2 separate regions of the Mus musculus genome follow, and region 2 is linked to region 1. The links are chromatin contacts, called in public Micro-C maps. All regions are on one chromosome and are shown on one strand. The core of a region is the stretch at or near the end of the contact, and the rest is flanking DNA. Distances in the headings are between cores, read along the strand shown.

Region 1 (6,300 bases), core at 1,992-4,491:
GAGCAAGCAGGTTTCAGGCTGGGGGAGGGGAGACTACAGATCTGGAACCTGAAGAGCTACCTCCTGTAGCCAGGTAGGAACTCCAGTGGAGCTCTAAGGATACCAACCCACCCACAAAACTTCTGACTCAAAATTTACCCTGCCTACAAGACATACAGGGACAAGGCATGGAGCAGAAACTAAGGGAATGTTCAAGCAATAACTGGCCCAACTAGAGACCCATGGGCAAGCACCAATCCCTGACACTATTAATGTCACTAAGCACTAACACTAAGCACTGTTATGCTAGCATAACTGTCCTCTGAGAGACTCTACCTACAACCTTAGATGGAGCTTGGGGACTCTAATGGAAGAGATGGAGGAAGGACTGAGGGCCTCAAAAGGGACAGATCAACAGAATCAACTAATCTCTACCCTTGGGGGTTCTCAGAGACTGAACCACCAGCTAAAGAGCATTCAACCAAAGAGCTGGACCTAGGCTCCCCACACATATATAGCAGGTGTGCAGCTTGATCTTCATGTGGGTCCCAAAGAACTGGAGTGGGATCTATCCCTAAAGCTGTTGCTTGTCTGTGTAATTTGTTCCCCTAACTCAGTCTACTGCCTTGTCTGGCCTCAGTGGGAGAAGAAGCACCTAGCCTTGCAGAGACTTGATGTGCCAAGAGGGGAGGAGAGGGGGCGGGTGTACCCAGGAGGGCCCTCCACTCTCTCAGAGAAGGGGAGGGGGTGATGGAAAGGATTGTGGGAGGGAAGGACCAGGAGGAAAGACAGAGAATCTTCCGGTACATCTACTTAGACCCTTCTGGCTTTTAGAGTCTCCATTGAGAAGTCAGTGGTAATTCTAATAGATCTGCTTTTGTATGTTGCTTGGCTTTCTTTCCCTAGAGGCTTTTAATATTACTTCTTTTTTCTGTAAATTTAGTGTTTTGATTATTATGTAGTGATGGAACATTTTTTTTTCTGGTCCTATCTACTTGGTATTCTATATAATGCTTGTACCTTTATAGGCATCTCATTCTTGAAGTTAGGAAAAAAATTTTTCTATGATTTTTGTTGAAAATATTTTTTGGGTCTTTAGGCTGGGTTTCTTCTTCCTTTCCTCTGCTTATTTTTAGGTTTGGTCTTTTCATAGTGTCTCAGATTTCCTAGATGTTTTTATCAGGAGTTTTTTTGATTTAACATTTTCTTTGCCAAATGTTTCTTCTACTGTGTCTTCAACACCTGAGATTCTCGCTTCCATTTCTTACATTCTGTTGGTGATGCTCGCATCTGTAGTTCCTGCTCACTTGCCTAGGTTTTATATCTCCAGGATTCCCTTAGTTTGTGTTTTTTTTTTTTATTGCTTTCATTTCCATTTTCAGGTCTTGAACAGTTTTATTTGTTTCCTTCACCTGTTTGTATTTTCTTGGGTTTCCTTTAAGGAATTTACTCATTCCTTCCCAGTGTTTGTATTTTTTAGGATTTTTAAAAGGCATTTATTCATTTTCTCTTTATGGATCTCTATCATCATCATCATCATATATTTGATTTTAAACTTGTTTCCTGTGCTTCAGTTATGTTGGAATATTCACTGCCAATGGAGACGTGGCTATTGCCATGCCCCTGGCTGTTGTTGAGTGTGTTCTTATGCTAGTGTGTCAACATCTGGGTTTTTGGTGATTATAGGTCTAGATGCTGTTTTCTGGATTTGTCTTTTATGTCTGGGTATTGTGTTCCTTGGTTTCTGTTTCCTCTTTGGATTTTCAGGGAGTGTGATGGCTGCATGTTGCCTGTTTTCCTGACCTGCTCTGCTTGTATGTTCACAGGGAATGCACACCGGTGTTGGAGGCTGGGATACTAAGATGAGGTTTGGGGGTGGGGGTTAGGAGGGAGTGGTCAGTGGAATCTACAGGAAATGGGGGAAGGAGGAAGGGAGCTTCAGCTAGTGAACTGTTGCAGGGTTTGGGATTGGGTCTCGGGGAACAGAGGGAGAGGAGAAGAACTTCTGGGTCCACCCCTTGGTGTTTATCTTGCTTCTCATATTGGAAAACAGCACTGAAACAATTAGTAAAGACGTAAACAACTTGAGGCTAGGGTTGTAGTTCAGTCGGCAAAGAGCTTGCGTAGAGTGCAGGAAGTCCTGAGTCTAATCTTCAGAACCACGTGTGACTGAGCAACGTGGTGTATGCTTGTAATTGCTGCAGGAGAGTCAGAAGTTCAAGGTCAGCTACACAGTCAGTGTGAGGCCACTTTGAGCTGGCCTCAACTTATTGAGACCCTGTCTTACTCGCACATACTAAGCCCAACTATATTCAATGGTATTTTCAAATAATGTGATCCATCAAGTTTAAAAAAAAAAAAAGCCAACAACATAGGGTCTAGTAGGCTTGAAGGGAATATTCTGTTCTACTAGATCTATGGTAACCAACTAGTACCAGCCCTGTGTCTGTAGCTCTTTTTCTGCAGTATTGTTACTTAAATGCCCCACACCTTCTAAATGTCTGGAGCACTCCAGCAGATTCAGCAACTACAAAGTCTCCAGTTTCAAATACCCCAGAGGGAGTACTGGCCCTTCCCAAAAAGCAATTCCGAGTTTGTTAAGACCCTGTGATCATAGGTAATTTCGTGTTATAGTCATAGACTCTCACACAAATGTGTCACTATGAGTCCATGGTATTAGAGATGGCCCCAGAATTCTACTTTCTAAGTACGTTCTCCCATACTCTATTGCCCTTATAAGTATGAGCTTCTATGCCTGCAGTTCCCGAGGCCCTGCACTCTTTAGAAGTGTCTTTAGCGATGGAGTTCTAGATCAGAGAGTGCTACCCTACATCACTCAGCAGCCCACCCAGTCCTGACTCCACCCTTTTTAAAAATTCTTTCTATAGACCCAAAAAGGAGTACTTCCGGGAACTGGAAGTGCCAGGAAAGGAGGAGTTATAGGACTTTGCAGAGCAAATGACTGATAAAAGGGAAGGCAGAAACCTTGGGTGGGGCTGTCATCCCCACCACTACTGGTAGTGGCTAGTTTTTCCAGGGCAAAAGTCACCTGCCTTAAAGGAAAATTGTGGAAAGGGAGAGGCTGAAGAGCCTGTATCAGGAGGCCAGTGCTGCTTCTAAAACAGGTTTCTCCAGTTCTGCTTCTGAAAAGCTAGCTGGGTCTGTAGTGAGCTTTAAGGGTAGATTTCCTCCTGACTGCGCTTCTGACTCATTACAGGTCTTTCTTCTTGTTGAGCTGAATTTGTTACTCAGAGAGGTAAACCACACCCACCGAACTTGCGACTTCTCCCTGACCAGGGTGGGGGAGCTTCCTGAGACAAGAGTACACATCACACAGCACATTGTGAAATTGACTTCACCCTCAATTAAGTCTGTACTTTGACTCTATAAGTGACGCTGGTTTTGCCATATATGTCATCTGTGATGGAACTGCCTTCTGTTGTCCTTGTCATCAGTACTCAACACATTTCAGTAAGAGTTACGTGGCTAAGGCAGACTGGATCCTTTCTTTCTTTCTTTCTTTCTTTCTTTCTTTCTTTCTTTCTTTCTTTCTTTCTTTCTTCCTTCCTTCCTTCCTTCCTTCCTTCCTTCCTTCCTTCCTTTCTTTCTTTCTTCCTTCCTTTCTTCCTTCCTTCCTGCCTCTCTCTTCTTCCTTCCTTTCTTTCTTTCTTTCTTTCTTTCTTTCTTTCTTTCTTTCTTTCTTTCTTTCTTTCCTTCCTTCCTTCCTTCCTTCCTTCTCTTTTTCTTTCTTTTGTACCTCCCTAGCACAAACATCAGTTTACAGTTTACAGCAATGCAATCTCCTGTGACACCTCATGGGGAAAAAAGCAGTCTGGCTGTCCAACAGTAATATGATTCCCCGAGTCAGGTAAATGGAGTAGGCCCCACTCCCACCCCTGCACCCCATATCTGTGCTGAAAAAAAAAAAGTCACCAGCTCCCTGGCTCCTCTCCAGGCTCCTCACATCTGCACTTTCTCTTTCCCATTCTCTGCCAAGCTGGGACTGAAGGTCCTGCCCTGCTCTCCATCTACATTCTCCACCCTGTCCGCCTTGTCTCCTTCCTTATTCTATGGAACCAACGCACACCTCTCTCCTTTGTCTACCTTTTCAAACTCAGAAATAAAACAAAAGGCCTAGGCAAAGCTGTTCCATTAACATTTTACCCAGCTTCTTCTTCTTGGTCTCCACCCACAGCTTCTTCCTCTATGTCACCCTCACTTCAAAGGGAACCTGTTTCCACTTGCAGAGTTCTGGCAGACCTGCAGTGTGCACCAGAAGACAACCATTTTGTTGCAGCTGTCTTTACCTTGGTGGCCCTCCTATTGGAAAGGTTCTCTATCTCTCAATTCTAATGGATATTTCTTATCAAAATTTCCACCCATTCCCCTTGGTCCTCACCCATTTCCTCTCCACATCCACTGTGACAAAAATGGCACCTACATCTGAGTCTTCCAGCTGCTTGACATTATAACAGCTGTACTAACTCACTGGCCTGTTCCAAACGGATCACTTGGCCTCCTGAGCCACTAAGCGTTCAGACTAGATGTCTAACAGAGGCCTGGTTTGGTTTTTGTTTTTGTTTTCCCCTTATTTGGTTGCTCTAAATTGTTCTGTCTGTCATTTCACTGTTGTACACCTGAACACACACACTCTTTGATTGACACTCTGATCCATTTTGGCTACACATTTATACGTCAGAACTTAGATCCTGAATTCCCTACTGGGCTTTTTTATTCTACATTTCACTATCTCCTGATATTTCCATTTGACTTTCCTGTTATCATCTCAAACTCTCATCCCTGTTATAATACTCAACACCTTCTTTAAGTTTTACTAACATATATATAATTATTATTAACAGCATACATGTTGTTATGAAATTCATATAATAAATTTCATTATATTTTATAAGTACATATTATATATTTTACTCATATTTACCCCCATTGCCTTCTCTTGGGAGGGAGCTCCCAATACTTCCGATCTTTTTCTACTTCCCAACTTGTGTGTATGTGTGTGTGTTTGTGTGTGTGTGCACGCACATGTGCTTGCACACACATCTGCATGTGATGAGCGTTGCTTATATGAGCATCTGTTATGGGTTGTTTACAGTGGCACAGACATCAGTAGGTACACCTCTTAAAAGTACATCACATCCTACCCAACAAAGGCGTGGCCTCTTAAGCTCCTCCCTCGGATCCACTGTTAATTAAATGGCACTTTTTCTCACTCACAGAGTTTGCTTTGCTGTCCATACTGACCCCAAACTCTGGACCTCAGGGGATCTTCCCGCTCGAGCCTCCCGAGCATCTGGGATTACATCATAGGCCCTTGGTCCCTGCTCCCAAGCTCTCTTTCTCTTTCCAACATTCTTCTCTTTTCTTTTCCTTCTGTTCTATTTCCATGGAAATAGTTTTCTGCACTCCATTTGCCATTGTATTAATCTTCATAAAACCCTGCTCCTAATCATGCATTGCCTATGTTAATCAGACATTTAATTACACAGGCTGGGTTGTAGGTCAGTGGTAGAGTGTTTGCCTAGCAAGTGCAAGACCCTGAGTTCAAATCCTTGTATTGAAAAAATGTTGAATGGAAAAGAAAAGGGAAATGTATTGCTGCACACACAAATGTCGAGGATGAGTACCTGCAGGAGTAGTGGAGTCTGAACAAGCGATGGCAGTGAGAACCTGCCTCCTTCTATCTTCAGATGTAGCCGCCAGCTGCCACAGGTTCCTAAAAGGAAAGCTGGAGTTGATGGATGGGAAGGATGGCGACAGAAATAACAAGCCAAGGCAAAGTTCTCTGATCAAGGCTCAATGTTTTAATTCTAAGGTCTGAATATAAAGAGAGGAAACCCATCCCCCACTTTGCCAGAAACAGGAAGACAACCTCAGCTGCTCAGCAGGTAGTGGCTTCTTGCAGGAAGCTGCAGGTGTGGCAGGACAATAGACTTCACCTCGGTCAGAAGACTACACCCTAGACAGACTGTGATAGACAAGGTCTGATTCAGCCCTCTCAAGGCTGCGGGGAGGGCAGATTTGGACAGGTGCCTCCTAGGTTGCCATCTGCACAGTGACACAGGAGGGTGAGGCATTGTTCACAGGAGCATGCTGTCATTGTCCAGCAGAATTTCCAGTATTGACTGATTTACAAGACCCACATCGTGGGAGCACTGAGGAGTCGGGGGTGGAGGGGAGGGGGTGGGGTGGGGGAGGGGGTGCTCCCAGAGAGCACAGAGTAAAATTAGGCAAGCACGGCTGTCAGAGAACAGAAGGGTGCCTTTCCAGAATAGAGCATCTATTCTGAGGAGCCAAAGCAAC
Region 2 (6,300 bases), core at 1,040-3,539, 250 kb after region 1:
GTAGCAGAAGGGACAGTCACTGGCTCTTACGGCGCTCTGACCCTCTGTATCCTGCCTGCTCACACTCATTAACTATCTTCTGGCTTAGGTGCCAGTGTCCTCTAGCTTTAGTTAAAACGTCAGTCTTTACATTGAGCCTTCTCAAACCAGAATACAGTTAAAAACCAAAACCAAAGCCACCGAGCCAAAGTGTTAGAGAAGCCTGGAGTGGTTATCAAAAGGAGTGGCTATCCATAATGCTCTGTGCCGACTGGCCTTAGCAAGTCACCCTGCTCTCTGTGCTTCCGCATCTACACGTGAGCAGTGACTCCCTCATTCTCTTGTGACGCTCAAGTGAAGATAAACACTCAGGTGACTGAACATACACTGGATGACAGCTCTTCAGTGACCCACTCCACCTGGATCTCAAAGTCCTGCGTGAATAGTGGCGACCATCTGTCTTAGAGCAGGCGGAAAAATAACGTACAAAGAAAGACCTTGCCTAAAATCACACACCCTAGTCTCCTCAGTGACAGTTGGCCATATTTCATTTCCACTGTCTGCTAGGTATGTCTTATGGCTTATTTTCAGGATACTTAAACACCCAAAAGCAGGGAAAATATGTGCAGGGTTGATCCCATGGCCCTACTTGAGCCACTTAAAAACCCCGAGCTGACTGTGCTTGGGTTAACACGCTGTGTCGCTGCACTCTGCATTCCTCTCGTAATAAGACGTCACTCACCACTTTTACCACTTCTCAGAGTCATGTTCCTGGTGTAAGAGATATTCAGTCTTCTCCCACTGCTGAATGAAAACGGAGAGAATTGATCTAGAAAAGATTTAAAATACAACAACAAAATTACAAGTATCAAGCCCCCCAAACATGTACAAAGGTGAATGTAACCCACGGGTCCTTGGTTGGCAGCTCAGATGTGTGCTCTACTTCGTAAGTAAGCTAGTTGCTTCCACTTGTGTCTCAGAGACTTTTATCTGAGAAGTCCCAGCTTCTCTGGAAGATGAGTATCTGCGACTCAGCCCTTGTCCTCTGGTGGCACAGAGGTCTCCCTTTCGCTGTGCCTCTGTGTCACTGGCCCAGCTCCTCGTGCTGCGCATACAAGCTCTGCTGGGCACAACCCAGAGGCTGTGGTACAACTAAACCGAAGCCATTGAGTGTGAAGCCTGTAACTGTGACACTTTACAAACCTAAAGACGCAGTTATATTCTTTACACTTTCGATAGAAAGACTATGAATAAAGCTAAAAATCAAAGATGCGAACAATTGAACCCTGTTGTTATTGATAGGAAGCAGGAGCATATATAATAATCTTGGGGCTAAAGAGATGGATGGCTTAATGGCTAACGGCAGGAGCTGCTCTTCCAACTCCCAGATAGATGGAGGTTTACAACCATCCATAGGTCCAGTGCTAGGGTATATGATGCCCTCTTCTGGCTTCCATAGGCACTGCATGCATATAAAGCACAGACCTAGATGCAGGCAAAATCCGCATACAGAGAAAATAAAACAAAAAATTATGATTCTAATAACAAAAAAATAAGTAGATTTAAGAATTATGTTTACTCCAATGCTCGGCATTATCCTGAGTAAATACTGTGGGGTGGGTTTCAGAGAGAGAGAGAGAGAGAGAGAGAGTCTCTGTTTTATTAGTTTAGAGGGAGAGACCTTTCAGTGCACAGCTGACTGAAGCTGTAAGCCATCCTCTGAGGTAACTGATGCCAGAAGTTGGGAAACCATTGAGAGCATGCTGGAGAAGGAGCCTTTGTGTGCAAACCATGACAATCTTCCCGCGGTGCATCCTCTGACACCCTGAAGGGCCCAAACTTCCATTCAGACAGAAATTCAATCACAAGATGGAAACACAGGGGAAGAAGAAACTTAACAATGAAGTGTGGCTCACGCTTAGGAGTCTGATTCTCCAATGTTCCATCCTTCGACCAAGGGCACTGCGGTAGGTAGGGCAGGTATGGTGAAGCAAGCCACAGGAGTAATGAATGCACACGGCCAGCAGAGGTCACCATGAGATACAGAAGGAACGAGCGATTGCAGAGACCCATTTCTGCAATGCTAGGCATTCATGGAGCAAGTGCTTATGTGTACACTTGTGATATATGCACGTATGCTTATGTACTCAGGATATATGAATGTTTCTTTTATAACAGACACACACACAAGAAAGAAAGACAAAAAGAAAAACCCCCAAAACATCTTCAGAAAATAATCAGTCCCTGGAGGCTGGAGAGGCAAGAACGTCACAGAAACAGAAGCGCGTTTCTTGCTGAGTCAGAGAACACGGCCAGGGAAGAAAGGCGCGCTCGGTACCTTGAGTGTGGAGTTTAAAAGCGCTGGTCATTTCTTTCTCTTTGAGGATGAGCCCCAGAGCTGCCTGGCACACAGACTCTTTGGCTATAGTGCTGTGACTCGGCAGCAGGTCCTTGTGGTGCTGAGGGATGAAGTCCGTGTGCACGTTCCCAGCCTCAAACTCTGGGTGGCCGGAGAGCCGGAGCAGGAAGTCCACGTTGCTGCGCAAGCCGACAATCTGGGAAGAGAAGCAAACCCAGGGCCCTGCTGAGCATAGAGGACAACACATTCAGGAAGGCGTCCGTCCGCTCTATGACCTACCAAGGTGTCACGTGCAGAAAGGCGATCGATCATTGCACATCTGGACCTACACTTCAAAATGTGGCTTCACAAGAGAAACAGGCTATAGGACATAGTACCGCAGGAAGGGGGTTAACTGGCTTATGCTGGGAAAATGATGAAAGTTAAAAAACCAGACATGAGATATATTTGCAAGAGACCAGATTTTCATTTAGAGCATTCCACAAAATAGGATGCCCGCAAATGCAGCAGGAAGGATCGTGATGCTGGAGAGGGAACAAGAGTAAGCAGCCTGAGAGAAGTCGCCTTCCAGCTGAAACCCAAGGTTTAGATATGGATATAAAAATTAAACAAAAAAATAAAGAGCAATACCATCTTGAATTCTCTCCTCAAAGTAAAAGGACTAAAGATGGAGGTAGCGATGGCGTTGGGTTCATGCATCGGCTCACCCAGCCACCCTCCTACTTCATTCCCTGAGCTGCTGTCGGTGCCAGGTTCTGACACAGCCTCTGGGGACAGTGAGAGGCAACACAGATGCAGCCCCTGCCTTCACAGGGCCCTGACCGAGGCTGAGACTGGCTGAGGTGACAGAGAACATACAGTGTCCTGTTCTGAATGGGACAATGAACCCTGAGGAAGCTGACCGAGGACAGTCAGCACACAGGATGGATGGGGTGAGGATGGACTAAAAGGGAAACAAGAGCGCTTCTCCACATTGACCCACTGAAGGAACTGCAGGTGTGGCCACAGTGATAGAGCCTTAGAAATTGCAGCTTTTACATGGATAAATCAAACAGGATAATTTTTAAATTATGTGTTATAAATTCTTCCATGAAGTGAATGAAGTTAAGGTGGTTGGAACTTATGTACCACAAAAATTAATGTGATACAAAAAAAAAAAAAAAAAAAACCCAAAAGACAAAAAAAAAACAAAACCAGAAAACAAAAACAACAAAAAACCCACCTCTGATCCATGGCTGAAAATGAAGATCAAATGTTTTGTTTTTGTTTTTGTTTTTTTTTGTTTTTTTTTTTGTGGTTTTTCAAGACAGGGTTTCTCTGTGTAGCCCTGGCTGTCCTAGAACTCACTTTGTAGAACAGGCTGACCTCGAACTCAGAAATCCGCCTGCCTTTGCCTCCCGAGTGCTGGGAATTAAAGGTGTTGCCACCACGCCCGGCTTCAAATGTTTTTTAAAGAACACTGATTAGACTCATTCCTATAGTTGGCTTATTCACAGATGACTGGGACTTCACTGGAACGCAGTGGGGACATTACTGGTTTTATCTCTACGATCCTTTGTTTTCCAACTGAAATAAAGAAGCGCTCAAAGCCCGCACACACTGGTCTTGGAGAACTGCCCCCTGAAGAACTGCGTGTGTCTGACACACAGGAACGTAGGGCTGAGGTGCTAACATCAGGCCTCTGGCCTCAGCTCACTCACGTTGTACTGATGAAGGCAGTACCTCAGCTTCGACAGGGCTGACTGGCGGTCTGAGGCCCACACAACGAGCTTTGCGATCATGGGATCGTAATGCACCGAGACTTCATCTCCTGGAATCAAGAGGCACTGTAAGCTGTCAAAATCAGATCTCTGAGGATTGAAGCAAAGCTGAGCAAGATGTGCTTCCTGTCACCTCACGCCCAGCCCTCCCCAATCCCTGCATGGCAGGTGCCCTCGGCACCATTTTATTTTCGAGGAAACCATGACTCAAGAGGGATTTAAAAACTTGTCTAAAATCTAACAGGGATTAGTCACTGAGAGTACCAGACTTTCTCATGTGACACATATTATGCAGTGACACAAAGGCTGGCTTTCTTCAGCCTTTTTTTTTTTCCTTTCTCTGTTCGGAGGTCAAGGCAAAGTCCAACCCTCTCTTGTTAAACTTATTTCCATTCTGAGCTTTCAAGCCTTCAATCCTCTGGGCCCACATACACCAACCTGCCCAACCCACAAAGTAATTAGATAAATAATGTGCAAATCAAGAGCACGCACAGTGATAATATAGCTGAATCCGGGTATGGTGGTGAGATTTATAGGTTTGGGTTTTTTTTTTTTTCTTTGGTTTTGGTTTTGGTTTTTCAAGACAGGGTTTCTCTGTATAGCCCTGGCTGTCCTGGAACTCACTTTGTAGACAAGGCTGGCCTCGAACTCAGAAATCCACCTGCCTCTGCCTCGCAAGTGCTGGGATCGGACTCACCTGAGTCCTGGAGATTAAATCCAATCTGGGCAAAACAGTACAGTCTCATCTTAGAGAAAAGCAGCAAGAGTTTAATCAGAGTGCTGGCTTTGACCTTATTTAATGTTACCTTGCCGGACTCCAGTTTCAATCCTCGTAGACATGTCTGCCGAAGGGGTAGAGAGATGAACCAACGGTCCAGCCCCTGGCATGAAGTTATTGTCAGGGTCTTCTGCATAGATTCTAGCCTCAAAGGCATGGCCCTGCAGAGGGATTTCTTCCTGGCTCAAAGGAATCTTCTCTCCTGCTGCAATCTGGTGACAAAATAGTGCTTCTTATGAAAGTGCATGTTAAAAACCGGCGAACAGACCTATGGTGAAGGTCAATGGTCTTGCTTATACCCTGAACATCTGGGTCTGTAAGGCAGGCAAATAAAAAAGATGGCTGTCCATCCCCTTAAGTCCTAGGTAAGACGGGCATAGACCAGACAAAAGAGTCAGCTTGGGGACAATCTATTAATGTTCATGGGCTCTAGAGTTTTAAGTGGAGAAAGCCTATTTGATAGTTAATTTCTAAAAATTGGTGTTTAATGCCACGAAAACCTACGTTTCTTACTGGTAAGAAACTGTTTTCATTTACAATATAATACTCAGTTCCCCAGTCAGATATCTTTGTATTTTCACTTGGTGTTCAGAATTATATTCGCATTCATGACAAAGGCTGTGAGCAGCCCAACTTAATATGCTGTCTCTCTCACCACCAAGTCCACGACAGATGAAGGCATGAAGAAGAACTGGAGGTCTGTGTGACCCCAGATCACAAGCTGTAGAGCTGTGCTCATTCACTGTTACTAAATACTTCCCATTTGAGCTCGTATATGCCAAGTCAATACATTTCACTTCTTAATAAGTACGACTTGGAAAAGCTAATGGAGACTATGTAGACTATGTGGCCATTTGCTCCCTCTTTACAAGTTTTTTTCTCAAGATAAAACACATACACACACACAAATACACACACACACACACACACACACACACACACGCATGCACACACAAGAAAGCAACACAGACACAGGAGAAAAGACGATAGGTAACTTAATATGACTCTGAGCTGAACAGGTAAGCGCACGACAGAGATAAGGCTGTCCCTCAGAACCTGCTACCAGGAAAGGTCAGGAACCATAGTACAGAACCAGGGTAGACAGAACTAATTTCGGCGTGATTTGGGTGTTTCAAACCACAGCCCGTGTCTATCCCGATTGGGCTTAGTTTGTCTCTACACCCACGCTGACCATGGAAATCCCTCAAGCTTTTGCAGTCAGAGCCTGGCTACCGAAAGCACATGCAAGTGTTTCCCGGTATCCCTTCCCTTCCTATGTTTCAAACGGAAACTTTTTGATAAACTGATTGAGTTCTAATTGTCTTCTTTTGCAAAAGAAAAAAGTGTTGACCATGCACCTCATGGTTTAGGAGATGCATCGTCTTATTTCTTATTACACAGACCATTTTCAAACTGGCTTATCT

What was found. A called contact is a pair of places that touch in the nucleus more often than the background predicts.
Region 2: a Micro-C map of embryonic stem cells shows a contact between it and region 1, with 2.8 times the contacts expected there. The contact joins two enhancer-like sites. A contact is called at or near these places in 2 of 39 promoter capture datasets (cranial neural crest and pre-B cells), 1 of 15 datasets of contacts at CTCF or cohesin (large pre-B cells), 1 of 484 Hi-C or Micro-C datasets (embryonic stem cells), 5 of 115 datasets of contacts at active chromatin or transcription factors (the 230-238 cell line, embryonic stem cells, epiblast stem cells and 1 more) and 3 of 9 other capture datasets (adipose tissue, liver and pancreatic islet).

Annotation. Positions count from the first base shown.
Region 1 is chr3:35,717,845-35,724,144 of GRCm38.p6, forward strand. No RefSeq gene overlaps it. Among named protein-coding and RNA genes, the nearest start is that of Gm25696, 14 kb to the right of the region's middle. Within about 2 kb of position 3,242, at least 134 of the 459 cell types and tissues checked have an H3K27ac peak or open chromatin away from gene starts, as enhancers often do. A contact at or near this core is called in embryonic stem cells, where this site is marked.
Region 2 is chr3:35,971,757-35,978,056 of GRCm38.p6, forward strand. It overlaps Mccc1 (methylcrotonoyl-Coenzyme A carboxylase 1 (alpha)), which reads right to left. Exons shown (of 19, transcript NM_023644.4): 11 at 4,905-5,088; 12 at 4,039-4,148; 13 at 2,318-2,534; 14 at 722-808. Among named protein-coding and RNA genes, the nearest start is that of Mccc1os, 25 kb to the right of the region's middle. Within about 2 kb of position 2,290, at least 5 of the 459 cell types and tissues checked have an H3K27ac peak or open chromatin away from gene starts, as enhancers often do. A contact at or near this core is called in embryonic stem cells, where this site is marked.